Regions from separate parts of the Anas platyrhynchos genome. Here region 1 is linked to region 2. The links are chromatin contacts, called in public Hi-C maps. All regions are on one chromosome and are shown on one strand. Each heading gives the region's core, a stretch centred on a gene start, on an enhancer-like site or on the middle of the called end of the contact. The rest is flanking DNA. Distances are from core to core; before and after follow the strand shown.

Region 1 (7,073 bases), core at 2,353-4,852, 39 kb before region 2:
ACACCAAAAGAGACTGATGTAATAAGCGGTACATGAAGGACTTGGGAAGGGAGGTGTAAGTGTTACTGCCATCCCTTCTCCCCGCCACCACCGAAAGAATTAACTGTCCACTCAAACAACAAATACAGCAGTATGCATTTTGTAGGAGAAAAGGCATGAAGAATCACTCCAAACAGCCCACAGAGAAAACGCATCCATGTTTAAGCAGGAAAAAAAAATTCCTTCTCTTTGCATTTATCAGCAACATTAGCACATGAAACAATACCTAAAGCATTTGAATTGAAATAACATTACCTTTTGGAAGTCATCCAGCCCAATCAAGCAAACTGACCATCACCGTGAGTCCTACAAGGCTAAGCAATGAAGGAGCCCCCAGGAAAGTAAGGAAAAGCTTCCCTTAAATTATGTTTCTATAACTGCTTTGAAGAGAAAAACCCAGAGTAAATAAATGTTTGCATTTTACTTTTCCCCAAGCAGCTGCAAACTGAACAGGTATTATTGCAACTGGATGACATTGCACCTGGAAGCACGCGAGTGCAGCTTGGAGTAATGATGCAGTGAAATGCTGTCAGCATAGTACACACCTTGGCATTGATATATGGGTCAAAGGGGCCGTACTTTTTGAGTTCTTTGATCTCAAGAGCATTCTACAAAAAGGAAGAGGAAAAAGAACAAAAATGTGATAATGAAATGGGTGAGATATAGCAACAAAGCAATGGGTGACTCCCAAGGGGTGAAGTGACAGAACACAGCATCTTGTTCCAGTCAAAGCTATTAACAGCAGAAGCCATTCCAGCAGCTGATTCCTGTAACCTGAACCACTGCGCATTTCATTTACAAGACTCCGGACTCGAGCAGCACAGGCTACTCGACTGACTTTTATCATTTAAAAGGGTTCCTACTAAACAAACATTAATGAAACATTACCTGGAAGGGTTACACTAAGCTTTTAATCTTTTGCAAAGGTTTCCCATACACCTGTCCTGCTCTGACAGCAGAGCAGTTCATACTCACGGCCCTCAGTCAATTCTTATCAGATTGATCGTAAACAGTTTACTGCACTTCTCAAATCCATTTAAACAGACTGAATGCCTGCAGCTGTGCCCAAATGCATTACTAAGCACAGCTCCAAGCTGGAAAGCTATCAACAAAGACAGTAAAACACACACTATTAGTAATTCCTGCTCAATTGAGGAGTGGTAGTGATTAGCATTACCACTATATTTTTCAATTCGTGATGCTTCAGAAGCAGCCATTTAGCCTCGGGTGCCTCAAGCTTTACACTGCAGAACAGAACACCTGGGCATGAAAACTCTGGTCCCCACAAAGCATGGCTGGAAGCAGAATTGGGACTCCTAAACCCGACTCCGTGAAGGGGGAGTTTGCTCCTCGGCTTCTGAAAAAAGTATACACAGCAGATCAAGATTAAACAGCAGAAACTCGCAGCTCCCAGATGTTCACTTCAACTTTGACAGATTCTGCGAACCTCGAGCCATGAGTATCTGACCTACTTGTGAATTAACTCCTGAATGGATACACGTTTTTAGCCTTCTGGTACTAAGGCAGAGGCTTATTTTGGTTTACTTGCCCCCACTTGGATGAAAACCTGAGTGGTTAGGAGCTGATTCATGGGACAGGAGGTATCCCTCCCTGAGGGTGGGCACAACCCAGGGCCCCTGTAGCTTTAATCATCTGATTTGAACCTGTTATTGATATCTACCCTAGACACAGGGAAGAACCATAAACTAAGCTCTGCTCAGCTGGCCTCATTCAGTCAACCAATTCACTTATGTGAAGTCTTAAGCAAAAGAATTATTTGGGACTTCCTGCAGTAGCGTGTCAGAAGTTCCCCTGGAATTATGAGATACCTGCTGACTGCCACAGGGAAGTTACAAGTTGTTTTTCTTGCCTGATTGAGAAAAAAATCATTAAGATTAAGCTAGGGATTTATGTGGGGTGGGGTAGAGCTAAAATTATCCTATGACTTACAAATTAGTTAACTGGAGCAAGTGCTACAGGCAAGCCAGGAGAGTAGCTAAGAGAGCATGGCCAAACACAGACTAAAAGCTGCTTCGATTAGTTCCCAAAAGAAGGGAGCCAATGTATCCTTTGACAGCACTAGAAATCTTCTCAGTTATCCAGCAACTGAAAGGAAGAACTGTGTTAGTTTTAGAAGCCCAGTATGAAAGCAGGAGAATGCTTCCTAGGTGCTGAGGGGTTCCCTTGACATACATCTACAGCTCTCTGTATGAACCATCACGTATACCTCACTAGGATTCAACCACTAACTCAGACCTGGAGGCATTGCTTTAGGCAGCGCCCTCAATATCCCAGGAGCAATTAACTTTATAACAACTGCTACTAGTTCGGGAGGGTCAGGAGTCAGCTGAAGTCCCTTTCCATTCGAGGGAAACAGTTCAACGGAGCATTAGAGAAAAATACGCAAACCTGCTCATTCACTTTAGTGTGCGACGGTCCCTGGTGGATGAGGAGCTTCACTATGTCTGCATCTCCTTTCCAGGCTGCCAGGTGAAGAGGGTAGCAGCCTTTACAGTCTGCTACGTTGGTTAGCGCGTCGTTCCTCAGCAGAACTTCCACCACATCCCTGCAAGAAAAGGAGACTCGAATCCATAAGATATGCAGTCCTCGTCTCGCAGCTTACATTCCCCAGTAAGACTACTGTACAAAATATTCCTCTGAACAGATGTATTTCAGAGATCCTCTTGAAATGTGATCTCAAAGCATTCCTATTCAATGCTGCCCAAGGAAAGAAATTAAAGACTACTGAGTCCAGGGAAGACCTCTGCTACCTTCATACTAATGGAGCTGAACAGGCACTGAAGTCATCCACAAGCCCCTCTGGTGAGAAGTAAATTGCACCAGCACAATGAAGATGAACAAAGATTTTAACTCTATTCAATTTCTCAGTACCTCAGGTAGCAGTGAACAAAACAAGATTTACCACACTGAAGACCAGAGTTACTTTAAAATGTAATAACACACAAAAGCAAATTTTAGGTGGTGCAGGCACAGCAACACATTGGACACCAGACAGACTGCAGAGGACTGTTACTGGAGAAGCCACCTTTAATATCTCGTTATAACTTATCTAAATAGTTTATAAATAAAAGGGTGGTTGAAAACCTCAGCGTTCTGCCAGATTTTTATAAAGATTTATGTTCACACTGTGCAGCAGCGAAAGCCTCTATAGCTTTGCTGCACTGATGTTCACTTCTCGTCCTGAAGATGGTGTAGTGTTGCACCACGGCCACGTTTCAGTGGGAACAGCATCAGATCGGTGAGTGAATTACACAAACCGTAGCTTGTACAGCACCTCGTAACCCCTGTGAGCAAAGGCATTGTAAGATGACTCACTTATGGCCATTCAAAGCAGCATGGTGCAGGGGAGTGTATCCAGTACTGTCAACGCAGTTCACATTTGGCCCTCTCCAGATGCTGCAAGACAGAAAACGTACAGGGAACACTTAGGCATACACCAAACAGACGGACAGCTGGCAACTTTCAGCAGACTCCTCGCGCCGAGCTGGTTATCTGGAAGCAAACTGGTGGCTGCTGGGCAGCCGTGGTTAAGAGCAGTAACGCAGAGAACAGACCGCACAGCGCTGCGTCCAGCAGAGGGGTTAGCATCACAGAGCACACAGCACGATCACTACTCCATGCTTTATCAGAACAAGTTGTTAAAATCTTTGCAAAATCAGAGCTCCCATGTTCCCCCGCTTCCAGGCATCTTCCAGCCACACGTGCTTACCAAAAAGCTTCTTCAACAGAAGGTTTGTCTATTAAAGTTGACCACAAGAGAAGTAAGCCATCAACCCACCCCAACTCTCACCCCTCCAAAGGATTGTGATGGATTTGGGAAAGCCTTTTTACCCCCATGCCAAGTCCCTAGAGGTGAGTTGATGCCTGTGGGATGCAGAGCCTGCTCCTGGTCACCGGTGTGGATCCACACCGACCTCATACCACCCAAAAATCATTTCCATCTGACAATTGTTAGCAGTCTATACGAAAAAGTATGTGGTCTCCGAGCTTTTGCAAACACTTCCCTCCCTTGTTCAGAAGTCGAACACCAAGGATTTCAGGATTAATCTGCCCTCTAATCCCTCCACAGTGTCCTATTTAAAACAGTGCAGGAACACGCGTGCAGGAAGCTGGCTCCGCTCTCAACCTTGCTGCTGAAGGAGCTGGGCTCTGCTGCTACCAGGTCAGGCACCCCTCACCAGTGCGACTGTCCTTGTCCAGAAAGGGCACACGAACCCAACCCATCACGGTCACGTTCTTCAAAGCCAACAAACCTGTCCTCAACACCCTCCTCCCCATCACACCCCATCCATCCCTGTATGCTGGACTGTTTCAGACTTAATACTTCCAAGAGTTATACAGGATTTATAAGCCTAGACAACGCTTCTTTCCCTAAAGGAGTACACTTTGCTCCTTTATTTTGTTTTGAAACTCGGGGTAAAAGTTAACAGCACCCCCTAAACCCCAGTGTAATTGGTTTTAAATCAAGTTAACTGTTGCTCCCGCCCTCCCCAACGAACCAGGCCTTCCCTGATCCCTTCACTTCCTCCCCAGCACGAAATCACCACAGCTCACTGTATGATAGAGGCAGCCCGAGCAGTTACTGGGTTTTCTAAAGTCATTACCAGAGGGCTCCCAGCCAGAAAACGCTACGCCAGTGTATAAAAGCATCAGGAAAGGCACCAAACCAGCGGAGATCCTGTGCAGACCAAGCGGAAATTCAGGAGTAAACTAAGCAGCACGCTCACTCTCCAATGCCTTTCAGGTGGGATTCACGAGCACCCCATGAAATGGAAAGTAAATGGAAAGTTTCTCTCCGCCGCGCGATGCCTGATCCAGCAGACCACTATAAAGGGCTCTGGAGTCCTGAGACAGCCCCGAGCTCCACTGGAGCCACTGCTAAGGGGAAACTTTATCCAGGGGAACAGGGAAGTAAGCCACAAAATCCAATTTGGGAAGGATCAGGAGGTTTATCCAGGGGCATTCCTGCCCCACTCACCGCCCTGAGCTTCAGAAGCACACAGCAAGTCCCCGCATGCACGCAGTGCATTCCAAGTGCCACGAGCATCAGCTGCAGGATGATGGCTTGAACCATGTCCTGGAGATGTGAGACACCAGGTACTAGAGGATGGAGTGCAGGAAATGCCTTACCCCATCCAGCTGCACAGTCCTCAGCACGAAGGGGACCTGAGTCACTCGCAGCCCCTGGTTTACTTTCGGCAGCAGGCTCATGCTGTGCGGTGGCCCAAACAACTTATTGCTGGATTTAAAGTGGCAATTTATGGTTACAGCTAGTGCCAGAAGCCTTGTGTATAGTCTGGAGCAGTTATAAATACAGCACACACCCCCACACACTGCTAACCTGACCAAGGCCAGAAGGTTTGGCCATTTTACATGCCAAACAGAGCTGGATTTTGCTGCTGAGCTCCAAAACCTACAGAGCAGACATACAAAGAGCCAGCACCATTTAAACTTCAGCTGAAAGGAATATTTATGAAAGAAAACCAGGATTAGTAGTGTCACCAGCATCAACCAAGTCACTTGCTCAAAGGGACTCATCCAGTGGGCAGCAAGAATGGGAAGTGGAGCCCACGAAGCCATCTCCCACCAGAGCACGGCCTCCTTGCGAGGAAAACACTTCCCTAAAACCTCCTCAGGCATTTTCTGGTTAATGTTAGAGAGTACTCAAACTCAGAACTCCCTCCAGCAATTCAAAGGAAAAGAAAACTTGGAGTCCACGATGGAGCAGGTTCAACGCTGAGCTCCGGGTATGGGAGAAGTCTACCGATGGGATGTGAAGATATTTTTAACAGAGCTGTTGTATCCTTCCCTTCCACCCCACCCTTACCCGGTCTTGGAAATACAGAAAGCTTTTATCAAAGAAAGGTCAAATCACCCAAAAGTGCAGTTGGAAAGGATTTAAGAGAAGAACTATTTATATGCAGATGTCAGGGCAGCAGTGGGAGTCAATCTCCTCCCTCCTCTTTCTCTCCAGCTCCGTAGGAACACCACGAAGTTCTCCTGACTTCACAGAAACCAAACCTTCCAGCCCATTTTTATTTACACAACGCATAGCATTAGAGTGACAGGCCAAGATAAGATCCTGAGTTTCTTATTTGGGATCTAAACACAGGAAAAGAAGCCTACTACAGGCTGCAGAAACAGAAACATCAGCACAGGAAGATTATTTTGAAAGAGCCCACAGTTCCTGCAGAGCAGCACTCGCAGTGCCTGGTGCCTCTGCGGGATGAGCTGAACGATGTCTCGGGCGTTACCTGTAGGAACCACAGCAGAGCTCCCAGAAACAAAATAGTAGGAAAATAGCAGGAACGCTCCCTACCACCACCACTATGGGAGAGGAGGTGGGGACTCTGGGATTAGGTCTTTGAATGAAGAGTTTGTCCCACCTTTTCAGGCCAGACAGGGAAAGTTACAAAGGTTTACGGCAATGGGAATAACTCAGCAAGAACCTGCACCAGGAGGCTTTGTGAGCATCAGGAGGTTACCAACTCCTAACATTCAGCACAAAGACCAGGGTAAAAGCTGTAAATATCCGCCAAGGTCACAGCCAGGACTCAACCGTCCAGGAAAGTTCAGAGAAAAGGCAGAGAAAGCCACTCACCACCCTGCTGTCATCCCTGAATCAGCCTGCAGCACTTCAAAGCCGCACATGTCTCCAGAACACGACTTGAACAAATGGGCTCTGCTATTTAAAGGAAGACACCCCGAGCTCGGCAGAGACAACATTTTGAGAACATACAGCGAGAAAATCCCCAACTGGAAGCAGGCTACAAAGAACCCTTCCAGGATCCCCTGCACGAAGCAGAACAGATTTGCACTTCTTGCAGCCAAGCTGCCTCCAGGCTTCCTGGGAACGACGTCGTTCCCGCAGGCGTTTCGAGCTTTCTGATACAGAGAGAGCACCAAGAAGCCCTGCTCAGCCAGCCCCACTTTGGGAACTCTTCCTGGACAAGTACGTAAGGAATAGCGCCTACCTCCTCCTGGTTCAGATAAGAAATGAAGCAAGAGAAATA
Region 2 (7,076 bases), core at 3,985-6,484:
ATAACAGGGGAAGGAATGGGCATCCATCCATAATGTAGATGGGCTGGAAGTTTCACCATTCCATGTTAGAACAGGACAAATTCTCCTCTGTAACAGCTTATCCCTTCATGACTGCCCTTTTCAGCTGCTTCTTTGCTCAGTGCACAGACCACGTACTACCTGGACTGGTAGAGCAAAAATACCACGCACCAGTTTGCCTCTTGGAGTGGATTTGATTCTCACTTCATAAATGACATTTCCTTTTTTAAAACTAGTGCTCATTTCCTGTTTTTCTAGTGTTTTCCTTTTTTCTTCCCTCCACACTTTTGAATGCAGTTTCTTTACAAATGACATTGCAGAGACTTCTCCAAGGAAGCTGCTTCACGGAAGGTGAGAACACAAATGATGCTCAACAAATAGCTACTGTTTCATCTCCATCCCACAGCGAGCAGTTCATAGCATCTGCCTCCACCCAGAGGGACCTGGCCAGCACCCTTCTCCTGACCCACACACCAGCATCCCTGCTAAAAGACATTTAAGACTGGGTATGAGCTCAGTGCTATTAAAAATACATGACCCTGTAGGAGCACAGACAGCTATCTCTGCAGCCAGTACTGCTTTCCTCTCTCCACTGGTGAAAATCTAGCACAGAATGGTTTGAGGACGACACACATGCCAAATGAAATGCATAGGGCTTCTCATTCCATGACTTAGCCAGCTTCCTTCACCCCGATTCTTTGACTGTAAAATTAAAGAGAGATTAAGCAGTGCTTTGTAATGAAATAGTGATTTCCTCCGTGCTTCTGCATCAATGAAGCCAAATATTGCAGGATTGAGAATGAACTAGACCAAGTCTAATATGCTCCTGATTCTGTCATGACGTGACAAGTTACTGGTGGAAAAAGAGAACTGAAGAAATTTCTTTACTATTCTGGCCCTGCTCTTGAGGGGATGCTGAGCTGTAGCCCCCTGCCTCCCCTGTAGCCCCCTGCCTCCACAAGGAGGAAATCCCCTCTGCATCTCCCACACCTGCTGACCTAGGTCTCTGTCTCTGCCAACACACGAGCTTTCACATCAGAGCTCTGAGAGATGTTTTCTGCCATACCTATTCCCTGTCACTCCTCGATGGGGTGAAGTCAGCTGTCCTCCTTTTGCTGTGTTCTTTAGCACGCGTGAGCGGGCAAGAACACCAAGAGGAAGGGCGAAAGAAGCAGAAGCCCTACACCAACCACCTCTAGATGGGAGGTGAGGGCTGAAAGCAAGCTGTCACTACCACCGTGTGGACGGAGAGACGTGGGGTCCCCGCACCAGCTTCTGACCTCTTGTTTGTAGACCGAGCGCTGCCCTGGGTCAGTGACAGATGGTAGCACCATATTGCCAGGACAGAGGAAAGGGGCAGCAAGCAGTAAATCCCCCTGGCTCCTTCGGTGTTGCTCAGCCATGCTTTTCGTCCTTTCTCCCCGTTTCAAGTGTATTTTGCAGTCACAGTTGGTTTCCATTCTCTGAGATGATCAGTCTGCAGGAGGTTGACCCGTTTAGCAGCAAGGTAATCAAACCAGCCGCCTTAGTGCTGGTGGTGGGTTCACTCCTCCTGAGCAGCTGCAGCCTGCACCTTCGCTGTCAGAGCTGGAAGAGGGGATTGTATTTCCTAATTTCCTGCAGAAGGCGAGCCTTGTCCATGTTGGCTTCTGCAAGGGCTATTTTCATGGTCTGAAGTTCCCTTTGCAACTCTGGCAGGTCCTTTAGCTACAGGAGACAAACAGAAAAAAACAAACCAGGAGTTCCCAGAAGTAAGCAGCAGGGCAGATCCAGCTACACTGATCTGCTCAAAGAGGAATACCAAAGCAGGAGCTTTGCAGATGAGATAAACTGCATGGTACAACCACACAAAGCTCGCCAACAAGGTGACCCAGGCTGATTTACAGGACTTGCTAACTGCTGCCTGCAGACTTCTATACCTGTCACTGGCGTCAGCTCAGGCTATCTAATGACTCAGGCTGCCAGCAATGGCTACCTAATGACTTTTTCCAGGACTTCCCTTCACACTTCTAGCCATAGGAACAAGACTTGCAGTGGGCAAGGTTTTTTCCTGCTAAGCAGCTCGCTGACTGGGGATGAAAGTGACTATACAAAGAAAGCAGAGTGAAAACAGGGCTCTGGTCTGCATTCTTTGTTTTACATGGGGGCCTGATACACCTATTCAGGTTTGTTTAATTTAAAATGATAGCTGGAGCATGCAGATGCTTGACATTCCTGCTTCCTGCCTCCATGAACAAAGGTAATTCTGTCCTCACACACTGCCAGAGCAGCTTCATGCACAGGACAGGGTTTTCCTTGGCAACTCTCAGAAATATTTTTACTTAAGAGTTTAGCCTTTGCATTTGGTCCTGTGAAGTTCAAAAATATCAGAAAATAAACTGATGCTAAGCTACTGTAATGACTACTTGCTCCAGTTCTGATCAGGGCCCTGACACTATAAAACAAGCAGAAGAGGAAGTCTCTGTACTAAATGGAAAAGAGAAAGATGAGGAATGAAGTGGTGTTATCAATTAATGAACAGAATCCAAAGTCCCAGCCCAGTTCTGTATCCAGTTAGTCCCACTGCACCTTTAATATGTATTTGTCCCTAGCAATTGATCAATTTATCAAGTAGACTTTATATCAGACAGGAATTGTAAGTAAAGAATACTGTGTATTATACAATAAGCCACTTATCTGAATTCCAGTGGCAAAGAAAGTTTAAACTGAACAGCAAAAAATTTAGGTGACCTGAAGCTCTCCCTGGCTGTAAGACTTACTCTTCCCTGACAAAAGCTCTCTTTGTGGTTTCACGATTCCTGTTTTTGCTAACAAGGAATGAACACAGCAGAAAGACAGAGCCACTCAGGAAAACAACAGGTTTCTGAAATGGAACAGCAGTGATTACACATTTGGCAGGGCATTCGTATTTCTCAGAATGCCTGCAAAGGGAGGTACGAACTGCTTTGTGTGCACTCCCTATCTGCAGCACACCACGCCTACTGGTAACTGCAAATACATGAAGACAAAGGCCAATTTTCCAGCCTCCTGCCAGCTAACTAGTTGTCTAGACAGCAAGAGGCAGCAGTGACTCACCTGCAGTCCACGCACTCCTCCTGGGGGTGCTGCCAAGACACACTCTGCTGGGGCCTTCTGGTCTTGAACAACTGGTTCAGGTTTTTCCAGTCTCAGTGAGTCCTCCCCTCCTGGAGCTGCAAAGGATAGAAAACGTTCAGGTGTAGGTATTAATGCAGCAGGGTTCTTAGGACAAAAGGAAAAGCTTTATAATTCTTTTTGCTTGTTTTAAACAATAAAATTCCCACCCACATTTTACAATGAAGAAGCTAAAACAGGGGAAGAAGCAGTAATCTGTCCTGACTGTGTGAGCTCAAGGAAACACCAAGCACGAATTCAGGCTGCTAGTTCACTGTTTTAGATATTAACGTGTTCTGCCTGAGGTATCAAATTTTCTGTCCAAACAATACAACAAAAGCAGCAAGAACTAGCGAGGTAGGACTGCCCACACCCACAGATTAATACTGCAGAGCAACCAAAGGACCAGGGTGCTTGCACTGAAGACAGAACATCATTTGTGCATTCTGGCAGGAGTGACCACAAAGATCATAATTAGGGACCGCTCACACTCCAGAGCCCATCGTTCCCAGCACAATGATCACACTTCAGTTCCAGTCTCCTCTAGTGGCAGGCACAGCAGAGCACCCTACCTCCAGCAAGGCCTGGGAGGTGCTGGGGGAGAATAAATGAGATTCCTGACTCTGCTGACCTGTTAGATAGAAAACTCCATCATCTTTGCGCTTCACAATGATGTGATCTACTGCCAAGGTGATAGGAACAGGGCCAGGGGAGGTAGGGTATACCCGAGGGCTGTCATCCTGGAAAAAAGAAAAGAGAAAAAAGCAGAGAGGAGATGAAATGTTGTGAAAGCTCTGGCAATCCTACAGAGGGTTCCCCTTGCCCCCAGCCTTCACAGGAGTAACGTTACCACTGGCAGCACTGCCAGAGCATATCGAGGTCACCCACCATATGGAAAAGCCTGGCTTTATATACAGGGCATGGGGAAGGCCCTCACGCAGATCACAACAAAGCTCTGTCATACCCATAATAAAGGCTAAGGAGAGGCCATCTTCCTTAGCACTACTCTCACAGTTGTCCTGTGAATTCCTGAGGCAAAAACCTACCAAAATAAAGCCGATATCCCTAAGCCTGAAGGTTTTTATGCTGCTATCTGGCCACACTAGTTCCTGGTTGTCTGTGGAGCAAACACATTGCTTTCAGAAGAACTTCTGACAGTTTTCTCCCCTTCTAAGTATCAGACAGCTATTATACGCTGTTTTGTCTTCCATCCATAATTGTTTAAATTCTTACAAAAACAGTCAAATAATTCTTATTTCACATTGGGAGAAGTATTTAATTCTGTTTGCTTTGAGTCTGAAAACAGATCATCAACACAGCTGAGGAGAGAATCTGAAGGTCAGGCTCCCGTTTCTAAACAATCTGAGCACTCAACAACCCTTCTGTGTTACTTGTTTATCCATAAGGCAATTTTTAGAAACCAAATAAAACACAGTCAGGAAAACAGGACCTCTACAGACCCATGGCCATCTCACAGCATCCTTACCCAAGCAGTATCATGCAAGTGAGCTCTGCTCGGGATACCACCTTGGTTCCCTATATACCCACCTTCAGTGTGATTTTGGCATCCACAACTTCTATCTCCATGGGGATCACCTCGGGGATTATTTCATCCTCAAGGAAAGGGCCAAGGTTGGTGAGGAAGGACATGAAGAGCTCTGCTCTGTAGCTGTGGACCAGCATATGTAGGAAGCCATTCTGAACAGCAAGCGATGAGTGCACAGCAGCATTGGGTCCTACTTCAAGACGCAAACACACTTCTGGCTGGGTCTTCTTAGCTTCAGGGACTGAAGGCTTCTCCACACCTGTATCTCCTACAGTCAAAGCAGAAAGGCCTCATTGCAGAACATCAGTAGTAAGACGTTAGGTCAAAATAAGAATTTTGAAAAGCCCTTCACTGTCCAGGCACAGAACAGTCAAGTTCACAAAGGCAGCAGTCTGAAGCCATCTTCCTCATGAAAGAAGTCCAGGTTTCAAACGACCAGAGTTCACACCACAGAAACTACCACCAGGACCAGACTCTCCAAGCCCCTGGAGCCAGCCTTCTGTCCCCAGCTGTGCACATCTAAAAGTAGCCGTCATCTTGCACCTACACCAGTTGGCCAGAAACTCACCACTCAGTTCTCCAGAGCCAGTCAGTCCTCAACACTACCTAAACCTTGTATTCATTTTGCCCCCTTGTGGCTCTAGACAGTATTGATAAGAAGAAACAACTAAGAGTCCAACAACTCCTGCTCGGGCTTTCACTTAAAAGTTTTTGGTTACACTTGTGTTTTTGTGTTTTTTGTTTTCATGCATTTTAAATTTGAACATACCCGGGGGGAAGTACCCTGTCCCAGAAGCATTATTCTCAGGGCAGGAATAACTTCAGGGTTTCCCTAGGTAACTTTATTCCTCTTTTAATTTATTTCACGCATCCTAGCAGGAAAAAAAAAAAATCCCAACCAAGGATTAGAGTTTCACTGTACCAGATATCATCTAGCTTAACTGTGTAGGTACTTTGGGAGTTTCATGAACACTGAAATACCAGTTAAAATGAAAGACACCTTGAGGGTGGCAGTTATCACAGTGTGGTTATAACAGCCAGAATCTTACCCACATAGCCACGCAAGTATTGCCACATCCCAACGTTGTTCAGTTGCTCTGGGACCACGTTCATTACTTGTAAAGCAACAGACAAATCGTCACCTCGTGCCTCTATTCCACAGTTCACCTCATTCATCTTCAGTACCAGGACTGACACCTGTAACAGCAAGTGACAAGCTCTCTTATTAAACCACCACCGCACTTTGAGTTCACTTTAAGATTCACTTGGAGGCGGTATTACAGTGAGGAGGAACAAAACTCTGACCAGCTGAAGGCTGGGGTCCTCTCCGCTCTGTGAAGTAGAGCTGTTTATTTCAGGAGACACTCCACCCTCATCCTCTGCCATCAGGCTTGCTCTACTGCCCGTGTTGTTGTGGGCCTGAAGGAGATGTCCTGAGGGAAGAGGGTCCAGGCTGGGCTCTGAAATGGAAGCAACAACAACAACAGTTTGATTCTGTTTCTTCTTCTGGTTTTAAGCAGTCCTGATCTCAGTATCTGCCTGAATCTCATGACTTATCAGCTTACTCCAACCTCCAGGGAACTCTCTCCAGCTCCTTAGATGAATTTAATTAATGCGTCGCTGAAGTGTGCAATGCACAGTGCACCCTACTTCTAACCATCCCTTAATCCCCTAATATATTTAATATATTAGGGGATTATATATATCTAATATGTATCTAATGTATCTATACCTAATATAATCTAACCATCCTCTAATAAACCCCTCTCAAACACTATGGACTGTCCACCCACCTGTATGCATCTATGGTTCTTGCTCTAGTATGGCCAAATAAACACCTTAGAACACCACTGTGATGGTACAGGGGACACCCTTTCCACTCATTTATACTCATTCTCTCCCTCAAAAAAAAAAAAAAAAAGCCATCTAGAAAAGCAGAAAGAGTAATTTTGGGTGAACTGCTCATGACCTGCAAAAAGAATGAATAGCACAACAGAATTCCATGAGACCACAGCACGAGGCAGTCACCCATGGCAGAAAACTGAAATGAGACTGGGGACGAGTAGTCCTTACCAGAATCTGTGAGCATCACAAAGCCATCACTGCCATCGCTGTCCACGGACAGCCCGTCCTCGGGACCACTCCCATCCACGGATGTGGTGTCAAAGGAGTGCTGGGACGCCGTCCTCTTCATGGAGAAGAAAGGCATTCGCCTGCTGCCACCTCCACCTGGAGTCACTGCTCCCTCTTCTGCTTTGGGCAAAGAATCCCTACAAAATAAATAAATAAATCAATAAAGGCAAACAGCTTAGCCTTGGGATTATACAGGTATTAGGCAGGCTTTAGCATCCTTATACCAATCCCCAAGAGATGAAGGTCT

The links. Hi-C and Micro-C count contacts between places; a contact is called where the count stands out from the background.
Region 1: a contact with region 2 is called in a Hi-C map of liver, with 2.3 times the contacts expected there. The contact joins two enhancer-like sites. A contact is called at or near these places in 3 of 8 Hi-C or Micro-C datasets (liver, skeletal muscle and subcutaneous adipose tissue).

Annotation. Positions count from the first base shown.
Region 1 is chr27:4,244,985-4,252,057 of IASCAAS_PekinDuck_T2T, reverse strand. ANKS1A (ankyrin repeat and sterile alpha motif domain containing 1A) reads right to left here. Exons shown (of 28, transcript XM_072028566.1): 2 at 3,376-3,456; 3 at 2,449-2,605; 4 at 1,217-1,396; 5 at 585-647. Among named protein-coding and RNA genes, the nearest start is that of ANKS1A, 26 kb to the right of the region's middle. Within about 2 kb of position 3,602, at least 6 of the 8 cell types and tissues checked have an H3K27ac peak or open chromatin away from gene starts, as enhancers often do.
Region 2 is chr27:4,207,704-4,214,779 of IASCAAS_PekinDuck_T2T, reverse strand. It overlaps BLTP3A (bridge-like lipid transfer protein family member 3A), which reads right to left. Exons shown (of 21, transcript XM_027444886.3): 15 at 6,770-6,966; 16 at 6,002-6,156; 17 at 5,746-5,893; 18 at 4,699-4,964; 19 at 3,782-3,890; 20 at 3,094-3,209; 21 at 1-1,725. The coding sequence ends at 1,600. Among named protein-coding and RNA genes, the nearest start is that of TAF11, 9.3 kb to the left of the region's middle. Within about 2 kb of position 5,234, at least 1 of the 8 cell types and tissues checked has an H3K27ac peak or open chromatin away from gene starts, as enhancers often do.